2 separate regions of the Oryctolagus cuniculus genome follow, and region 2 is linked to region 1. A link is a contact called in public Hi-C data. All regions are on one chromosome and are shown on one strand. Each heading gives the region's core, a stretch centred on a gene start, on an enhancer-like site or on the middle of the called end of the contact. The rest is flanking DNA. Distances are from core to core; before and after follow the strand shown.

The links. A called contact is a pair of places that touch in the nucleus more often than the background predicts.
Region 2: a Hi-C map of psoas muscle shows a contact between it and region 1, with 7 times the contacts expected there. The contact joins the enhancer-like site here to the promoter of PDLIM5 in region 1. A contact is called at or near these places in 5 of 6 Hi-C or Micro-C datasets (ear pinna, embryonic fibroblasts, liver and 2 more).

What each region holds. Positions count from the first base shown.
Region 1 is chr8:71,012,602-71,018,538 of mOryCun1.1, reverse strand. It overlaps PDLIM5 (PDZ and LIM domain 5), which reads left to right and starts at 1,562. Exons shown (of 16, transcript XM_070047851.1): 1 at 1,562-1,715; 2 at 4,846-4,983. The coding sequence starts at 4,888.
Region 2 is chr8:71,065,394-71,070,751 of mOryCun1.1, reverse strand. No RefSeq gene overlaps it. Among named protein-coding and RNA genes, the nearest start is that of PDLIM5, 51 kb to the right of the region's middle. Within about 2 kb of position 1,496, at least 3 of the 8 cell types and tissues checked have an H3K27ac peak or open chromatin away from gene starts, as enhancers often do.

The DNA.
Region 1 (5,937 bases), core at 313-2,812:
TGTGACCATTTGGGGGAGAGAATCACTGGATGGAAGATCTCTCTGTCTCTGCTTTTATCTCTCTCTCTCTCTCTCTCTCTCACCCTCTCTTTCTCTTTCTCTCTATAACTCTGCCTTTCAAATAAATAAATAAAAATTTTTTTGACAGAGTTTGATAGTGAGAGAGAGAGAGAGAGAGAGAGAAAGGTCTTCCTTCCGCTGGTTCACTCCCCAAATGGCCGCCACAGCCAGCGCTGTGCAGATCCGAAGCCAGGAGCCAGGTGCTTCTTCCTGGTCTCCCATGCGAGTTCAGGGGCCCAAGCACTTGAGCCATCCTCCACTGGCACTGAATTTTCAACAGTAGAGTGAAATATAGTCCTCCCCAAAGAAAGTTGTGTTTAATGGAGATAATTCTGCTTCAATTTGGAAATTCCAATTAGTTAAAATGTCCAATTAATTAAACTGATATAAAGCAAGAAAACCCTTTCCGTTTTCCAGTTGCAGTAACCATGTTTCAACTGTCCAACAGCCACTGAACGTGTGGCTACTGATTTGGACATAGCAGCTTTGAACCTTTTGTTGTCACTTCTAGAGGGTTCAAAGACCTCACCAAGTTCAGCCTTGCTTCCATGTCGCTTGGTTAAGAGCTGTTCCTATAAGGGAAGTTTAATTGGCCCAGTCCTTAAGAGGCCACTTGGGACTGCAGCAATCTGAGCGCCTGGATTCTGGTCCTGGCTCTGCTTCTGATCCAGTTTCCTTTCTCCCGTTCCCTTATCCTGGAAAATGCTGTGCGATGGCTCAGGTCGGAGTTCTGGGCCCAGCCCTGGCTATTGTGGGCATCTGGGAAGTGAACCAGTGGATGGGAGATCTCTCTGTTAGGAAAAAGAAGGAGGGGGGGAGGAAGGGAAGGTGGGAGGGAGGGAGAGGACGGAGGGAAGGAGGGGAAAGGAAGAAAGAAAGAATTGTTCTTTTCACATTTACAAGGCAATTCGCAGTGCAAAAGAATCTACAAGTTACTTTCCGGGTATTCCAAGTTCATTATCCGCATTTGCCTAGGAATAAATTCCTCGTCAAAATCGAGGAAACTTTCAGAAGGAGGAAAGCAGGTTATGGATCTGGATATAGAAAAACAAGTTCAAGATGAAGTGGTTGCAGCATTGTCGCGCGATGTTAGATTTCAGTGCTGCAGATTAGGGCTACCGATTTTCACCTTCCCGACAAGCAGCTTTCAGGGTCTGCTCTTCTCGGAGCCTACAACTTCTCTCAGAAGAATCCAGGCGGTAGCTGCTGAACTTGCATAGATAGGGATGTAGCCAAAGTCCTCTTCTATTTTTAGCCAGAGCAACTGTTGGCCAATACAACTTTCTGGGCAGAGAAGTGCACCCTCCTGCAAAACGGACACGCAGAAGGTTAGCCCTTTGCCAGGTCCCCTTTGAAATCCCCTCACACTACTCCCACCGAAACTCGATAGCGCAATTGTTTTCCGCAGCGGCTGCAGCCAGCCCCATCACGCGCGCGCCCCGGGCACCCCCTTCGCCTTCTGGGTCAGGGCTCGGAGCCCCACCGCGCTGCCCGGCTGGGGGCGTGGCCTGGCGCGAAGGGGCGTGCCCAGGGCCGGGGGCGGGGCTGCCGCGCCGGGAGGCGGAAGTTCTCGCGGGCCGCGGGGACGGCGCACGCACCGCCAGTCACTTGTCAGCGCTCGTCTGAGGCGGAGGCAGCGCCGCGCCGGACCCGAGGTGAGTGTCCGGCGGCTGCAGATGCGCGTCTCGGCTCTGTGGCAGAGAGGAGGGGAGAAGCTGGTCTCCTCGTGGGCCGGCTCGCTGAGGAGGAGGAAGGGGCGCACCTCGGGCCGGGGCGGCTCCTCAGGTGCTTTCTGGGCGCGGAGCGGCGGAGGTGGGAGAGCGGCCAGGGCGAGAGGAGCTCCCGGGAAGAGGCAGTGCGGGGGTGGGCGTGAGGCTGTAGGGCTAGCCCTGGCAGTTCGGGTCGGCCGGGAGGAGCGCCCTGGAGGCTGGGGGGTGGTGCGGGCGGGCTCCGGGGGGCTCCTGAGCCCCGCCGCGCCGACCTTCCCCTGCCGGCTGCCGGCGTGGCTGGGCGGCCCGCCTCGGGTCTCCCCACGACCTGCGCCAACCCCTTGGGGGAAGACGTGAGTTATTTTTGTGTGTGTGTGCGCTCAGGGTCCTGAGGATCCTTCATCCCCACCCCCCACCCCCAGTATTTACAGTTGTGTAACCTGTTCAGGGAAAACTTGTGCGCCCAGACATAAAGCTCGTTAAAAAAAAAAAAAAAAACAACTTGCCTAATTGTTGGGGCTTTTGCAAGGCGGTGCGTTTGACAATAAGTGGAAAAAGGAAGGGCGTATGGACTGGGCAGAACTTGGAAAGAAAATCCGTAGCCTGCGCTGGGCAGGGCAGGTCTAGGGTGTGATCGCCGGCTCCTATCCCAGGTCCGCCTCCCTGACCGCGAGGACGTCTGAACCCGCCTGCCACGGAAGCAGCGCGCCCGGGAGCCTTATTTGGCCAACAGGGCGAGGCGCGAACCTCGGCTGGAAACTGTCTCGTCGGCTACTTTTCGTCCTACGCCTGTGGCTTCTGTAGCTCTGCTCCATTATCCCTCTATTGGAGGGCAGGGGCCGGGGGAGGGAACCTCAAGATATTTCTTCCTAATTTCAGGCTCTACTTGTCACTTGGTGCAGATCATCGCAAGTTCTCCACCCTAAGAAGCTCGGGTACAAATGTGGCAATACCAAGTTTCCTAGTCCTAAAGTGAAGTTAGTGTGTAGACTTCACCCGAAAGGAATCCCCACGTTTTCTGTGTTTCAAAGCAGGTTGCTGTTTCCTGCTGACTCACTTATTTAGGAAGGATTTGGTCACTAATAGCTAGAGGGAGGAGACCCGGAAAAGACCACTACAACTATTGCCATGGCTTAGGGATCAGAAGGTCTTGAAGGCAAATGAATTGCAGGTGACGCTAGCAGGAGAGTCCAGCTTGGAGATGTCGCTGGCTACAAGTGCAAAGACTCTGGCCTCGTCCTGTGACTGTGACCTTGCAGGTCCTATAAATTCTGACAACAAGTGGGAGAGGTCAGGAAGGGAGTCCCCAAGTTAAGAGAAGTTGCATGTCGATGGCTTGATATATAAATTAAATAGATTTTCTTGTAGGGAAGAATGGGCTAGAGGAAGTTGAGCCTAAAGTTCACATACTTCCCCTGCTAGAAGTTAAAGATTAAAAAAAGGAGGGCAGGCAGCCTGCGAAAGTCAGTTGGCTTTACATGATTCTGATTTGTCACGTGTGCCAATAGCAAGATTTTCTCGACTACGCTACTAGTTTTAATGAAGATCGTCTTTTGTATTGCAGGAAAACACCACCTCCCCGCTATTAATTTTTCACCTACATGCAACAGTTTAACTTCTGGCGTGGCTTTGGGTCTTTTTAGTGCCTGTGTCTGCTACTTCAGTACTGAAGTAATGTGTTATTGCCTGCTAGTTTAATGTACTTCCACGCCATGGAAAAGCTCATTTAGTGCCTAAGTAGATACAGTGCAGATTTTTCCCTGATTTAATTTTTCTTTAAGATCCAGGCTTATTTGAAAGTTGGGTCTAATTTTCCCTTTCTGAGAAGAAGGAATCTGTTTGCTTTAAGTTTGAATAGCTGCATCTGTCACTCTGAATCTGGTGTGAAGGGATAGTAATTTTCAGTGTGTTAAAAAGTGGAAAAATATGTCAAGACAGGTAATATAAAGTGAATTTGGTTGAACAGCTCAGATTTTCCAAGGAAGTGTGTCTTAAATGGCTGCTTCCTAAAGTGTCTTTTAATAATTTTAAAATTATACACCTGTTAATATTTTTAATACTTTTAAAAGGAGAGACCTGTTATGTTTCTTAGTATTACATTAAAAAAAAAAAAAACTCCATTCCTCCCAATTTCTCCCATCCCTATAAAAACCAAAACACCCAATCAGACTTCGTTTTTTTTTTTTTAAAGTACAACCTTGAGAGTCATTAGGAGCACAAGCAAAAAAAAAAAAAAAAAGGAAAAAAAGAAAGCACTGAGGTGCTGATTCTTTTTTAAATCTCAGTTCAGTTTCATGTGTAAATGTTAACCCTGTGGTCCTATGGCATTCAGTCATAGTTGTATTCAGTGAGTGCTCACCCCTCCCTGTGAGAAATGTGTATGAAACGAAAAGCCGCTTCTGCCTAAATGTCACCATACTCAAGCATTTGTCATTGCCTATTTGAGGGAGAAGTGAATATTACTTTAAGTATAGAAGATACCATGTCCCTGGAAGTGGAAATACGAGTTGTAGTTCATGATTGGAGAAAAGAGTTTTGTGCACAGGAAAGCATCTTCTGTTTTAAACGATTTAGTGTTTGGAAAGCATGAATGGGAGCCTGCTGATTTGCAGCCCTGTCCATGTGTTAGAATAGCTTAGAATTTAAGTAAGTGAAATTGAAGGACTCTTGCCAACTGCAGGCAAAAGAATGTATGAGGTAGAAGGAAAGGGAAAATCACTTTGAGTTAAACCTGAAATAAAATCCTGCTTTTCTTATATACATTAATGAGGTGTTGTAAAGTGCTTTGAATTAAAGTTTGTGTGCAGGAAGCTAGAATATTGGATTGTAGCAAATTGTAAAACTGGTCAAGTAAGTGTCTAGAAATATATTCTGATACAGAATTTTTAGACTATGGAAATTGACTTGAGTATAAAAACTGTTTATTAGCTTATACATTCCTTTTCTTAGGCTGAAATTGGTGAGGAACTTAATAGACTTATTAAAATAATTAAGTTGGCTTTATATTAAATACATTTAAATGTGTAGTAAGGTTTCAAATAAACATTTTTGGTAACCATTTAATTTTCTTTTACAGTTTCTTACATTTTCTGGCATTGGCCCTTCAGCCATTAGAACCATGAGCAACTACAGCGTGTCCTTGGTTGGCCCAGCTCCTTGGGGTTTCCGACTGCAAGGTGGCAAGGATTTCAACATGCCTCTGACAATCTCTAGTGTAAGCAGACTTTACAGATTTTATTACAGATGTTCATTCAGTGTGTGGCGCTCGAAACCTCAGGGCTCATTGTTGAATTCTCTGTTGACCTGTACTTTATTATGATTGCTTGTAGGATCTGACTTTGGCAAATTTAGTTATCTATAGTGAAGGAAGGGAGAGGAGATTTAGCAAGGATAAATGATTTCATTTTAGTTTACTTTTTATTTCACTCCCCCAACCCCATATTATCAGTAGGAAAATGGAAAAGCATTTAATTGAGGACAGACCCTAAAATTTTGTGTGGCCAATTCTCTGGACTTTGTACTTTCTGCATATATAACTTTAAAAGGTTGCGGTATGGAATTTTAGCTGTCCCTCTCCGATCTAAATGTTGTTTATTAAAAACTTTTGAGTAGGCCGGCGCTGCGGCTCAATAGGCTAATCCTCCGCCTGCGGCACCAGCACACCGGTTCTAGTCCCGGTCGGGGTGCCGGATTCTGTCCCGGTTGCCCCTCTTCCAGGCCAGCTCTCTGCTGTGGCCAGGGAGTGCAGTGGAGGATGGCCCAAGTGCTTGAGCCCTGCACCCCATGGGAGACCAGGAGAAGCACCTGGTTCCTGGCTTTACATCAGCGTGGTGCGCTGGCCACAGTGCGCCAGCCACAGCGGCCATTGGAGGGTGAACCAACGGTAAAGGAAGACCTTTCTCTCTGTCTCTCTCACTGTCCACTCTGCCTGTCCAAAAAAAAAAAAAAAAAAAAAAAGTAAAATCTGATAAAATGACTATTTTTGGTGTTATTTCCTGAAATAGCTTTCTGGTGGAGGTGCTGGTCAAACAGTAAAATGACCAGAGCTACCTGTCTTTCAGGAGGAAATAAAAGGCTTAAGTTTCCAATTACAGAGTAAGGCTATGATTAATTGAGATTTGGCATTTTACTCACTATGAATATAGTTTGAATGTATTCTTGAATATAT
Region 2 (5,358 bases), core at 247-2,746, 52 kb before region 1:
GATTTATAAGTCCCAATTCATTATAGAAGAGTCTGTTCACAAGCATGGATACAAGGAGGCATGAACAAAGTGGGGACATTATTACAGTAATCTGCAACCAGCAGTATAAAATTTGACCAGAATGAGACTGAAGAGTAATGTCATGGAATAAGTATGATGATGTAACTTCCTCTTATAAAAAAATCAAGCACCAAAAGATATGGTATATCCAAAATAGGCCATAGGAATTACGAGACAAGTTATTATGGCCATACTAGTTTAAGAAAGTCCTCACGGAAATAATGGCATATAATGGCTCTCAGAGAATGGGTGGGAATTGGACACATGGGAGGACTCTGTGGACACAGGGTTAGGAGTGGATAAATGAGGGAAGAACCTTGGGGAAAAAAGGTAGAGACTAAGAACAGCTCATGTGTGTTGAACAGTGAAGGAACACACTTGAGTAGCTGGCTGATCAGGAATACTAGAGAGGATGATGTGAAAATACTAGGAAATAAGCAGGTAAAATCAATGTAAATTCTGAATGGAGGCATTGAAAGCTGAAGCACAATTTCAAGTTCTAACTGCACAACATCAACCCTAATACCCACTGCTACCTTTTCAATGCATCATGTTGTGGCTAATATTATATTAATCCATTAAAACTACATTACTGAAGCTGTAATTTTTAAATAGCATTTTTGATGTAAAGGTATTAGGGTATTAGGAAAAATCATTTAGTAGCACAACTGAAGATAGATGAGGGCAGAGGTAAGCATTAGGAACCAGATACACATTTATTACCACCATCCAAGTTAAAGTACCAACATCAAGAACAGAAAGACTGGGGCAAATAGAGACATCATATTAAATCAGAAAAAGGAAAAGGAAAATTTGAGACATACTTTAAGTAAAATATAGTGGCATTTTAAGACTATAGATTTAGACTCAGTACCTGTCTCCTCCCAATGCCTTTCCTTTTATGTCATAACCTCCCAAAAACTTGAAAAGGGCTGATGTTTCACTACACAGGTTTGGTATTTTAGATGCAGTTGACCAAGTTTGCTTACACGTTCTCCACGTGAAGTGAGAGAGGGAGAGGTCACCACTAGAGGGCAGCAGTCCCCTCACTTGCCACCGCCGTCACTCTTCAGTTTGACTTCCTATACAGATAGTGGTTTTAGTATTTATTCTGGCCAGTAACTGCTCATTTTCTCTTCCTACAGAAAACACCTGCTATGTAGTTTTACTAACTATGAAATTCCACTAATTTAGAGGTAAAATACCTGAGAGTTGTAATCTTGGTAGAACATTTAGAATCTGTTGCCTTTTTTATTGTTATTTTTGGTTCAATAGCTCAGAAATAAGGTGACACCTGGGATCTGAGCAAGAACTTGTTGGTCACACCATGTACTGTAGTGACAAGTAAAATGTAGCCTGTGGCCAGCTGAGTTCTAAATAGGATTGCTCCTTCTCAAGGCTTGCTTTGCCCTTTATCCAGTACACAGGCAGCTGTGACAAGACAGCCCCTTTGCTCAAAATAGCTGTCCACCAGCCTGTCACTCACCTGAAGTGCACTAAGATGGTGGTTCCCAACGTTTTCAAAGTTAGGGACCTTGGCAAGCAATGTGGGTGAGTTAAAGTACGTGTAACATCAAAAATGCTATTTAAAAATTATAGCTTCAGTAATGTAGTTTTAATGAATTAATATAATATTAGCCACAACATGATGCATTGAAAAGGTAGCAGTGGGAACATTCAAAATAGTATCTCAACAGTCACAGTTCAGGCTCACTGCCTCAGCTCATTCATGGGCTCTGATGTATATCCACAGTCTACTTCTTTCCTACGGCACAAGTTCTGGGGTCTACACGAAGGGAATCACTGAGTTTATGTATTAGGCCCCCAAACCACCACTTTCAAGATGGCAACATCTTATTTTCTAGTTAGATTTTAAAAAAAAGTAACCCACTCTTAGAAATGGAAAATGAACAGTTTCAGGGTATGATTAGAAGGCGAGAGTCCCTGGCATTCCTCCATGAGCACATCTGATACAAGTTTGTATGTAGCTGCCTATGATATTCCTCTAAAGATGTATCATGGTTAAAGTTTTTAAAATATCAGTGGCAGTTTGATCTCTCAAAGACGTCAATTCCAAATACAGTCTGTCTGTATGACCTAAACCTCTTCCTTTGGTGTCCTCCTGAGTGCGTAACACACATTCTTAGCTCAAATTTCCTGCGAGTTTTGACATCATAGATGAGGTATCTACTGGCGCTAATACAAGAGTATCTGGCCACATGCAGCTCTGAAGAGAGCCAAGATTCCATAGCTCATGTTAACTGATGGTGAAACTCCACTGCTCAATTCTGGGAAAAGTCAAATTGCATCTTTTATTAAAGTAAATTACTGTATGTTCAGCACTGGTTTCTCATTGGAATTTATCAACCAGAGGATGCAATTAATTAAATAGGACATCCATGGTAGATTATTTATTATCAAGGAGGGGTACCAAATATAATCAGGATCACATATCTACACCGAAGGAAACAAACTTACCCAAAAGGCAGCATTCAATTTCTGTGTCAATTAAGAAACCATCATATAATAAGGGAGAAATATATTATACTTTCATAGGCCTCAAGGCTATTGTATGGTTAAAAAAAAAAAAGAAGCAATTATTCTTACTGTTGTCAAATACTCTTACTCTTGATAAATACAGAAGACAGTTCTATGGGTCACAGGCTAACAGAGAGCTAGCAGCCTGTTTTCCGTAACCTGTACCAGCCATTCCCACCCTTACTAAGAACAAGTCCACAGCCTTTCTCATGGGGTAGCAGGACTCAGGCGAATAATGCATGAGTTGTAGTTGCACCTTTGGGCAGTTGGCAGTGGATAGAATTCTCTGAAATCTGGAGGTCATAGGTTGGGCAATGCTGATCTGGGTCAACCTTCATTTTCTGAGGTCCAGTGAGATTAAAGGATTTATACAAAATGACTTACATCACATAGTTTGTTTATATATTTATGTTTATATTTATATAAAATATAAATCTCCCCAAGGTTTGTCTCATAGAATGTCCGCTTCCCCACAAGTATAGGTGAGAGTCTTCAGAGCCTTTGAAAGATTCCTCCACTAATTCAGAGAATTGTATTTTCAGGAAATGTATCAGCTAGGAGCTGAGAGCACTACTATACTTCATACCTGAAAACTCCAAAGACTGCTCAGGAAACTTATAAATAGAATAGCTACCAATGGTTTGATGTCAGTCTTAAGACATAAATAATGTTTAGCAGGTGTCAAACCAAGGCCTGGTTCTGTCTGATGTTTTCATCTGTGACCTAGATAAGACATTGGCAACCCGGAGGGCCAAAATCTCTTCCAAGAATTGTAAGGGCAGGCACTCAGCCCCCACATCGCACAGTGGAGTACCTGTGCCTGATTCCTGGCTCCAGCTCCTGACTCATGCTAATGCAGACTCAGGGAGGCACCAATCATGGGTCCAGTAATTAGGTTCTTGCCACTCATATGCGAGATCTGGATTGAGTTTCTGGCTCCTGGCTTTGGCCCAGCCCAGCCCCAGCATTGGGGGCATTTGAGGAAGTAATCAGAGGATGGGGAGTTGTCCGTCTCTCAAATAAATGAAGTAAATAAATGGAATTGTATCTGTTAGGAAGCCTTCTGTGCCTCCTGTCCACAGTTTGCTATTTCTTATCTTCTTCCCAAATCAGGTTCCATTTCATTCCCATAGCTCAACTGACCTCACCTAGGAGTTAGATTACTTAATTATTTACCACAACACTATGAGTGATTTTTGCAAAAACAAACAACAACAACAACAACAACAAAACATTCTTCGAAATAGCTGAGAGGCCTTTAATTTTTTTAAAATTTATTTATTTATTTGAAAGTCAGTTATACAGAGAGAAGGAGAGGCAGAGACACGGGGGTGGGGGGTCTTCCATACACTGGTTTACTCCCCAGATGGCCGCAATGGCCAGAGCTAGGCTGATCCGAAGCGAGGAGCCAGGAGGTTCCATGGGGTCTCCCACACTCCCACGAGGGTGCAGGGGCCCAAGGACCTGGGCCATCCTCTACTGCTTTCCCAGGCCACAGCAGAGAGATGGATTGGAAGTGGAGCAGCCAGGACTCGAACTGGCACCCATATGGGATGCCAGCACTGCAGGCGATGGCTTTACCCACTAAGCCACAGCATTGGCCCCAGGAGCCTTTAATTTTTAAAATGATTTTTTTTTATCCAAAAGAGTACTTCTTTGAGATATGCATCACTGCTCTACTTAACATACTAGAATATTTCTTCCTGTGAAGAATAGCTGTAACTTCTCCGAATCCACTAATGTTTAAAAATTCTTTCAAAATTTGAAATCACAACATTCCTTCTCACTGAACCTGAGCTAAACCTCCAAATCCTTCTCCGTCTGATTCCTCAGGCAGCAACTAACAATTGATCAATGAGACTCAATCACTACATGTAAGGAAATTGACTTGCCATTAAAAAGCATCATTGTATAAAACATCATTTTGTTTGAAAGGCAGAGAAAGAGAGATTTTCCATCCACTGGCTCATTCTCCAAATTTCCCCAACAGCCAGAGTTGGACCAGGCCAAAGTCAGGAACCAGGAACTCAATCTGGATCTCCCATGGGAAGCACAGACCTAAATACTTGAACCACCACCTGTTGCCTCCCCGGGTGCACATTAGCAGGAAATTGGAAGTGGAACCAGGCACTTCATTGTGGCATGTGTTCCAAGGGGGCAAGTTCACTGCTACAACGGACCCTTGCTCCTTGCAATTTCTGATTTGTGTGATGTGAATATATTCCTATTTGCAGGTGAAGAATGATATTTTATAACCTCTCAAAATATTCCTTTGTATATCATTTTAAAGAAAGGGTAATGCATTTTCGTTCTCTGCTTTTTTACTTATAGACCTTATTGAAGCTGGAAAAACAGAACATGTTGGGAGCTTTGGTTTTTATCAAAGAGACAGCGGATGCTTCCATCAGGATCACTGAGATCTAAATCATTTCTGTAAGTAACAACAGTACTTAAAGTCATGTGAAATTTTGAAAACCGGAGTTTTAGCCATTTGCAGTATATTCTTAATGAATAGACCACTCTATTTTTTTTAATAAAAATGATGCCAGTTGGGAAAAAAATTCATAAGGGTTTACAAATAAGGCTACTTAGAAGCAGCCACAAGTATCTGAGAGGTCAGGAAAGTAGAGTGTCTCATGCAGACTTTGCTGTTAAAAATATTCCAGTGATGTATTTTTATAGGCAGGCGAGGGGAAAATGTCCATAAATAGCCCTAGGAAGTTTAGCCAAGAACTTCAGTTGCCAGTAAAAATAGTAAAT